Linked DNA regions of Sus scrofa: regions 1 and 2 are each linked to region 3. Evidence: chromatin contacts called from public Hi-C data. All regions are on one chromosome and are shown on one strand. Each heading gives the region's core, a stretch centred on a gene start, on an enhancer-like site or on the middle of the called end of the contact. The rest is flanking DNA. Distances are from core to core; before and after follow the strand shown. Region 1 holds the start of SALL1 (sal-like protein 1). Region 2 has its middle 390 kb from the start of SALL1. Region 3 has its middle 210 kb from the start of SALL1.

Region 1 (2,700 bases), core at 124-2,623, 210 kb after region 3:
GTGGGGGGCGAAAGCTCCCCCCCCCGTCCTTAATCACACACACAGCAACACAGCAAGTAACGAACACGTGTGAAGCTCTGCCCGGGAGCTTCTCCCTGCGTACGCGCTGCGTACCGGGAGGAAGGGTTTGCGGGACAGCCAGCTAGGCTCGGTTCCCGGCAGCACACGGTGCCCGGGAGGCCCGGACTTTCAAGAAGCCAAGATTGTTAGGCGGGCGGCTCCAAACGCGGGCGTAAGCGGAGAAACGAACGTGCAAGTGCACCCTCTGAGAGAGGGTGGGCTGGGGTGTTTGTGAGGACCACAGTTTGCGGAGTGGGGGGGTTGGTTTTACACGTGCTCCTGCACACTTTCCCGGGGGTCTGGAGGAAAGCGAGCGGCTCGCACCCCAGGAGCACGCAGATTCATCTTTGCCGAGGGATCTCTTTAAATATTCAGTGAGAAATAATGGCATTTGAAGCACCACCTATGGAAACATTATTATCTTCATTCTTCAACATCAGCGCCACTGATGGCTTCGTTTGTCTTTTTATCAAAATCTACGGTAACCAACAGGACCTGGGGAGAAAGGGAGAGCGAGGTAGAGAGGGGGCGTGTGTGTGCGCGCGTGCGTGTGTGTGTGTAACCGAGCGAGGGCAAAAGAGAGGAAAAAATAGGGAGAAATGAAAAGGTGAAGAGAGGGCGAGCAAGGAGGAGAAAGGAGAAGTTAACCAAGAATAAAATTAGTCGGTAGGAGAAAAACAGAAACATTCACCCTCACACAAAATATTTAGATTAAAAAGGATAAAAAAGACAAAAAAGAAAAAACCCACTAAAGAAAGAGTCATGGGGGAGCGCAGTAGGGTCTAGAGGACCCGAAACTCTATTCAGAAGATTGATGCCCACTTCGCGCGAACCGACTGTGTAGCTCTCCAGACTCCAGGGCGCTCCCGAATTGGGGCGTCCTTATGAGCCCTCTCGTTTCCCGATAGCGAGATAGGGCAGGGATTGTGTATCTGCACCCCCCTCCTCCCCATTACTCAACCGAAGTTTAGTTTGTCCCTCGGGCGCAGGACTTCGGGAACCTTGGAGCGAGAAGACCCCGAGACTCGAGGGGAAGAGCTAGGCTGAGCCGAGGACTGAGCCTCAGGTTCGCGGGCGCCCAAGCCCAGAGGAGGGAGTGCGGGTCCAAGGCTCCCCATTCCGGGCGCGGGTGGGGAGGCTGCATCCCAGCCTGAGGAGATGGAGCTGGTGCGAAAAGTTTGGGCGCCGCGCTCGGCAAATGCCTGAGAGGTGGAGGCGAGCTTCTGCGGGGCCAAACAGCTGCGGACAGGGACCCCCACCCCCACCCCCGCCGCCCCTCTCACTCCCGGCTGGGCTCGGCCACCTCTTCTCCAAGAGCCTGGGGCGCGGCCCCCTCTCCCAGGGCGGGCAGCCCAGGGCTCCCAGTGACTGGCCTTGCCCGGAGCCGGCGAGGCAGGGCCGCGCCTCCCGAGGCCAGGGGAGGGTTGCAGCGCGCCGGGTGAGCGGCGGCCCCTCCCCTCCCCCCGGCTGGAGCTGAACTCGGATCCTAGGCCGGTCCCCGCTCTCCGCCCGCCCCCGGCTCCGCGGCGCCACAGCTGCCGCCGCCTCCCCGCGGAGTGACGCGCCCTGCAGCCAACCGGGGCAGCCGGGGGGGAGGTCCGGGAGGGGTCCTGGGCGGAGCCGGGCCGCCCCCTTATCCCACGGGTTCGGGGCCGCGTCTCCCGAAAACTTCAGCCCTAATTGTCCTGGGAATGTCCGAGGTAGAGAAAGGGGGCAAGCGAGAGCCTGGAGGACTGGGGCCCTTTGAGGCGAATCGGGGTGGCGGGAGAGCTGCCCTCCCCACCCCCCCGAGCCCCAAACCCATCACGTTCCCAAACCTTTCCTTGGTCCTCTTCTCCGCGCCCCCGCGAGCCCGCGATCCAGGGATGGAGAACTCGGGGCGGAGGAGCACCGAGCCAGGCGGCGAGAGGGAGGGAGGCCGGGCCGCGGGCGGGAGGCGGACCGGCGTGGGGCTGGCTCTTCCCCACTCGCTTTTTTTTTTTTTTTTTATGGGGGTGGGGGTGGGCTGCTTTCTGGTAGCTCTTAAAGAAACGAAGAAACACTCACGAAACGGGACTTCCTCCCCCCAAATCCCGCCACGGGACGCCCTCCCCCCGCAGGCCGGCGCGCCTAGCGCCGGAGTTGGGAAGTTCGCCGCTCGCCCGCAGCCCGGGTCCCCAGCCGCCGTCCGGCCCCACCCCCACCCCCTACCCCGAGAGGCTTAATTCCGGGGAGGGCATGCTAATTTGGGTCGGCCCAGCCTGGGATGGGGGGGGGGGAGCGAGGGCGGGAGGCGGGGGGCGCGGGCCGGGGCGCTGGGTGCGCAGAGGCGAGAAGGCAGGCCCCCGGCGGCCCGGCCGCGGAGTCCCGGGCGGTCGCGAAGAGGGTTAACCCAGTGTCGGGCGGCGCGGAGCGCAGAGCCAGCCCCGCGGCCGGCTTATTGGGCCAGCGCGCGGAGAGACAGGGGTCTGCAGCAAATCACGAACTAATTGATTAAGGCGAGCGGGTTTGAATAGCGCTGGCCCGGTGCCAATCGCCTTTCAAAGAGCCCCTCTATGATTAATCGCAATGCATTATTGATAATCATAATTATAGCAGGACACATGCGCGCTGCGCCCGGGGCCGGGGAGCCGGGGAGGGGGCGGGCGGGCCGGCGGGCGG
Region 2 (2,700 bases), core at 87-2,586, 180 kb before region 3:
TGTGCTGTCTGTGCCCGCTTAGAACAGCAGGGTATACCTAGAGGTGGGTATACTTGGGGACCTCTCCTGGGTGAAGCAGCAATGATGGATTAAGCAGCAATGAGGGTTTCCCTTGTCGATTTGGGCAGTTGTTACAGAAGGCGTCTCCTGGAGGTGAGGACCTGTGTGGTCTTCCCGCATCCATCAGTTTCTGGCTTCCACGTACAGTAGTGACCCTCATCTCACACATAAAAAGAAGCAAATGGATTTGATTAGCAAATACTCGCATCTGCATCCTAATGGACGTCTCTGGGACTTCCTCATTTCAGAAAATTCCGTTTTAATACACAGCACAGTAGTTAAAAGAATGCGCTCTCCCATCGGCCGTCCAAACCCTCCCAAACCAGAGAGAAACATCCACCATTTTCCCGTCAGCTCCGTCAGCAGGATCTAGACCTCCGTGTCCAGGCCCAGGCTAGAAGTTCCTCTTCCTGCATTTGATTCATGCCGTGAATCAAAACACTTAAAATAGGAGGCAAAATGCCCCCAGCGGTGCCCAGTCCAGATGTCCTTACGCCATGGACCTGCCTACTTCTTGCCAGGACCCCCGAGCAGCGAAGCCCACTCTGAGGCTGCTGCATCTGAACTCAATTGCAGCCAAGGAGGCCACCATTTGACCAGCTAAAAAGTCTGACCAGTTGGCACATTGCTGTCTCCAAATGAGCCGGCAGGAAATGGGGTTTCCTAAAACTTGGTTTTAAAGCACTTACAACAGGAAACCATTTCCCATGCATGTTAGATCTCTCTAATGACTGACTAACGAGAAACAGGCTATCTTAATACTCTGCCCCAAGCCATTACAAATGGCTTTCTTTCCAGACTTCATTAGAATATTTACTGCGATTTGGATAGAAGACTTTTGACACTGCAGTCATAAAATTTACAGGGGACTTTTTTTTTTTTCAGTCTAAGAAGAGACTTGGAAGAAATGGGGAAACTCCTCGGCTCCCCCAGCTACCATCTCCTTCATTAGTGGTCTTCAAGTCCTGTGACCTCTAGTTAAGAAAATAAACATCCCTGGGATAGTCCAATAAATTGCCTTCAGAAAAAAAACAGCCTTCGTCAACGCTCGCCTCTTCTGTATATATGTGGCAAGAAAGAGAAAATGCACAGTGTGGGTCCGTCTGTGCTAAACACTGTTGAGGTTGTTACTAAATCGTGGCAACCACGTTGGGAACAAGCAAGATCATCATCCCTGGCTCACCTTTGAATAAACGTGGGGCCAAAGTTACCAGAAGTCACACAGCGAGTGAGTGACAGAGCTTGGAATGGATCCACGTTGATCCAGTTGAAACACAGCTCCTCTAATATCTCCCTCACTGCTTACGCCTACCCTCAAACAGACCCAGTCTACACAGGCAGCAGCTGCTCTGTGCAAAAGAGCTGTGGACTCACTTTTACCTTGTTTTGAATTTCATGCATCTAGTGCCTTCCTGAAAATCATCAACCAGCGTCCAACAAAATTGACATTAAGTCTCTACCCAGAGAAAAGTCATCCTGGGATCCTGTGCAGTAATATTTGTAGTCATGCAATATTCAGTGGCAGTGGTGGCTGCCAAGTAGGATGACAACCCAAGGCAAGGAAACGTAAAGCCGGGTGAGTGAAAGGGAGGCCGTATCTTCAGGAAAGCGGGTTGGGAAGAGACACTGATTTTGACGGTGTGGTCAGGGAAGAATTCTGATGAGAGAGCGTTTGTGGAGAGACCTGAATCAGCAGAGGCAGAGAAAAGCTATGAAATGTTTTGGAGGACTGTTCTAGAGTGAATGAACAGGAAGGATTGGGGCTCCACAGTTGAAATGTGTGGCCCAGGGATCTCTGATGGTGTCTCTGTAGTCGAAGGTTGCATTGATAATCTGAAGTATTCCACGTTCTCTACGTAGGCTATGTCAACACACCGGCATTCATTCATCCTATGGTGTGTCCCACGTCAGAGACCTGTTCAGTGAATCTCACATTAGTGCCTTGGTTTCTGTCCCAGGATGTTGGGAGAAGGCTTCTCCACTCTCAGTAATGCTCTGTGGAACACCTCTTTCTCTAGGATGCTCTGTGTATTTAGAGACAAGAGAAAGGTGATCACTCCTAAAAACAATGTGCTTTCTCTCAGTAAGTAATAAAGAGCAATTGATCCATCATGTTTCTCCATTTCTGCCTTGATTCCTAGGAAGCTCAACATTAAATTGAGTATTCGATTCGGCAAAGTTAGCCTTTAAGACTTTTGAAGAGTTCTAACGCTTAATCTTATATCTACTTTTTATTGCAAGCATCCTCTAGTCCTTTTGGAACTGGTGTGTAAATAGCACATATACATAAAATAATATAAGGCAAGAACATAAGTATTAATTTACCTTAAAAAAATAACATTTGTGAATAGCCCACTGGATACTTTTTCCGTTTACATGGAGGCCAACCACGCAACTCGCTTGGATCAGAAAAAGAATCTATTTCGCAGATTCATAAGCTAAGGCCCCCATGAATGAATGAACCAATGAATCACATTTTCTGGTATCCACATCCTTATGTAGCTTCCTCTCACGTGAACACTGCGTTCGGCCATGTGACTTTTCTTTAGCCACTGGGACATCGGCAAATATGCTTCAAGCAGATGCTCGATAAGCTATCACAGCTATTAGGATTTGCCCTCTTGAAATGTGGCTCCCACC
Region 3 (2,700 bases), core at 60-2,559:
CAGCTTTGCCATCAGTAAAATGGGTGGGTTGACTCTAGACTCCTAGACTAAGTTAGGGTGTGACCTTCTCCTGGGTCCTCTCTCCCACGCTCTGTAATCTGTGGTGCTTCCAAGACGGTGCCCAAGCTGGTTTTGTCCTTTATTTTATTTTTATTTTTTTTTGTCTTTCTAGGGCCACACCCATGGCATATGAGTCCAGTGGGAGCTGAAGCTGCTGGACTACACCACAGTCACCGCACTGTGGGATCCGAGTCAGTCTGCAACCTACATCACAGCTCATGGCAATGCCGGATCCTTAACCCACGGAGCGGGGCCAGGGATCAAACCTTCGTCCTCATGGACACCGGTCGCGTTTGTTACTGCTGAGCCATGATTGGAACTCCTAGTTTTGTCCATTTACCATGGAGTGTTGGATCTGGTGGGGACATGGGTGAGGTGAGAGCGATAGGAAAACAGCTGGCAGGGCTCTGGTCTCCCCTGGAAATGCGGGGATTCAGGAGTAAATCGTTTTGGTCTGAGGAAAGCAGTGACACACATACACACCCGGAAAGCACCCAGGCAAATCTCGCCAAACCCTATCGTGTTACCTGCCCATTTCTGCCCCAGGAGCCTTTTGTCAAGAAAGGCAGAGAAGAGCTTCTGGTGACAAGTTCTCCTTGACTCAAGTTTCCCTCTTCCCACTGATTTCATTTCTCATTATTTAATTTCCTCCTCATCCGACAGAATGAAATACAAAAATACCATTCCCAGGTCTTCTAAAGTCCATTCGCCCCCAATGCTTTGTTTCCAACTTACATAAAAGTTTAAATTTCCTCTTCCCCTGCTCACACTGCTGCCAAAACAGTCATCAGCAATGAAATTTTTGAAGATAATTAGCATATCGGATATCTGTAATAAGCTAATAATGTATTTCTTGGATTGTGCATCTCTGGTTAGCTGTTATTAATCACAAATATTATTCATGTCATTTGAAATATGCCTCTTGGCGGATGTTTTTATGCTTGAGGGATTCCAGCTAAAAGTCGTCCGAGAAGGGTGGGGGGCCCCCCTTCCCCCTCAGGAGAGGTGAGATTGGATCGCGTCTTGTTGAACAGGGTTAACCTTCAGGGGAACAGCATTAAGGGAAGTAATTATCCATTCACACTGAACTGGCTACAAAGAAAGTGAGAAAATCACCTTCTCAGAACTCACATGAAAAACATAATGTAGTTAATATTAAATAAAGAGATTGGGCAACCGAGCCTCTTTTTACAGTGTGTTCTGATGTGTCCTTGATCAGGGGCTGTTTTGTTTATGATTAATGAATGACTCACCTTGGGCCGTGTTCCGTTCGATGCATACCTCATTATGAATTTGAAGAGGTCATTTGTTCCTTTGGAGCTACAATAAAAAATCTTTTTGTACATTCAGAAGGTTACAAGTGTGATATGGGGGCAGAAATAGCGCAAAGAGCAGCGAGGCATTCTCTTTGGGGTGGTTTGGTGTATTGTTTTAGTTTTCTTTCTAATTTTTGGAATCTGGTGAGAAAATTTAAGCCTGAGCTCTGATTTTTAAAAAAGTAGATCTTACCATGACGTGGCTTGGCTCAACCGACCCGTGGAAGCAGGACTGCCTGATGGGGGCCGTGGATCAGAAGGGCTTCGGGTGGGTGGAAAGGACACAGACAAAAGCTCTCATGCTGTGTTGGAAGGTGCTTGTGGAGGGGAAATCAAATGGCGTGGAAACCAATCAAAAGTGAACACAGAGACCCAAGTCCTTAGCGAGGACTACTTCTTGCCATGCAATCCACCAGATGCTCTTGGTACCACCTCTTTTCCTCTTTAAAGTTACTTGCTATGTTCCTTTTAACTTAATTTCACTCAGGATGAGCAGAAGTTTGCCCTTTGATTTGCCAGACCCTACAAAACCCAAAATTGATGCCAAAGATCATAATTGGGGTGGGGGGGGATGGAGCAAAAAGAAAAAGACCCCAGGCCTGATCGTTTTTGCAAGGTAGATAAATAAAACTCTCTGATAAGGAAATATGTGTCTACCTCTTTATCATGATACCTAAACATACACAGAGAATCACACTTAGCTGAGGAAAATGGATGGATGGATGGGTAGATGGATGGATGCAGAAAGAGATAGATAGATAGGCAGATAGATATGGATTAATCATTCCGCAGGTACGGATTTTGATTTTCATGCAGATACACGCAGGGAGGACCACCATCCCAGAGCAGGAACTGGTGTGTTTGGAACCCATCACCCCACGTGGGGCAGCCAGCCGTTTCCTAATCACCATGGTTTCCAGCAGCGGCGCACACAAGCGTGTGGTTGACTACCTATGAGCCCCACCACAGCTCAGTTAATGATCTTTCCACCAGGTCTGTGTTCGCTTGTGCATTCAAATGAGGTCCTGTCACGCAGAAATAAAGGCATGCACATGCCCAGACCTTAGCGCTTGACTAAGGGCACCGCTCCATGGTAGACATAGTTCACTAGTCACATAACTAACTTTTTTTTAAAGTCGAGTTATTGCTTTATGTGTGAGAGAAACTATGTCCTTTGATCACAGCCATTCAGGTGGGATTAAATAACAGCAAATCTCAGGGACTGGAGCATTACTCCTGGCTCGGTCACCGAATAGCTGTGGGACCTTAGCCAGGCCATTTTCCCCATCTGGGTTTCAGAACCATTGCTATAAAATAAGGGCTT

The links. Hi-C and Micro-C count contacts between places; a contact is called where the count stands out from the background.
Region 1: a contact with region 3 is called in a Hi-C map of liver, with 7 times the contacts expected there. The contact joins the promoter of SALL1 here to the enhancer-like site in region 3. A contact is called at or near these places in 1 of 5 promoter capture datasets (liver) and 6 of 47 Hi-C or Micro-C datasets (epiblast stem cells, liver and skeletal muscle).
Region 2: a contact with region 3 is called in a Hi-C map of liver, with 7 times the contacts expected there. The contact joins two enhancer-like sites. A contact is called at or near these places in 1 of 5 promoter capture datasets (liver) and 5 of 47 Hi-C or Micro-C datasets (liver and skeletal muscle).

What each region holds. Positions count from the first base shown.
Region 1 is chr6:33,730,293-33,732,992 of Sscrofa11.1, forward strand. It overlaps SALL1 (sal-like protein 1), which reads left to right and starts at 1,374. Exons shown (of 4, transcript XM_003126987.4): 1 at 1,374-1,760. It overlaps LOC110260963 (a long non-coding RNA gene), which reads left to right. Exons shown (of 2, transcript XR_002344613.1): 2 at 1-56.
Region 2 is chr6:33,341,670-33,344,369 of Sscrofa11.1, forward strand. No RefSeq gene overlaps it. Among named protein-coding and RNA genes, the nearest start is that of SALL1, 390 kb to the right of the region's middle. Within about 2 kb of position 1,337, at least 1 of the 83 cell types and tissues checked has an H3K27ac peak or open chromatin away from gene starts, as enhancers often do. A contact at or near this core is called in liver, where this site is marked.
Region 3 is chr6:33,520,567-33,523,266 of Sscrofa11.1, forward strand. No RefSeq gene overlaps it. Among named protein-coding and RNA genes, the nearest start is that of SALL1, 210 kb to the right of the region's middle. Within about 2 kb of position 1,310, at least 9 of the 83 cell types and tissues checked have an H3K27ac peak or open chromatin away from gene starts, as enhancers often do. A contact at or near this core is called in liver, where this site is marked.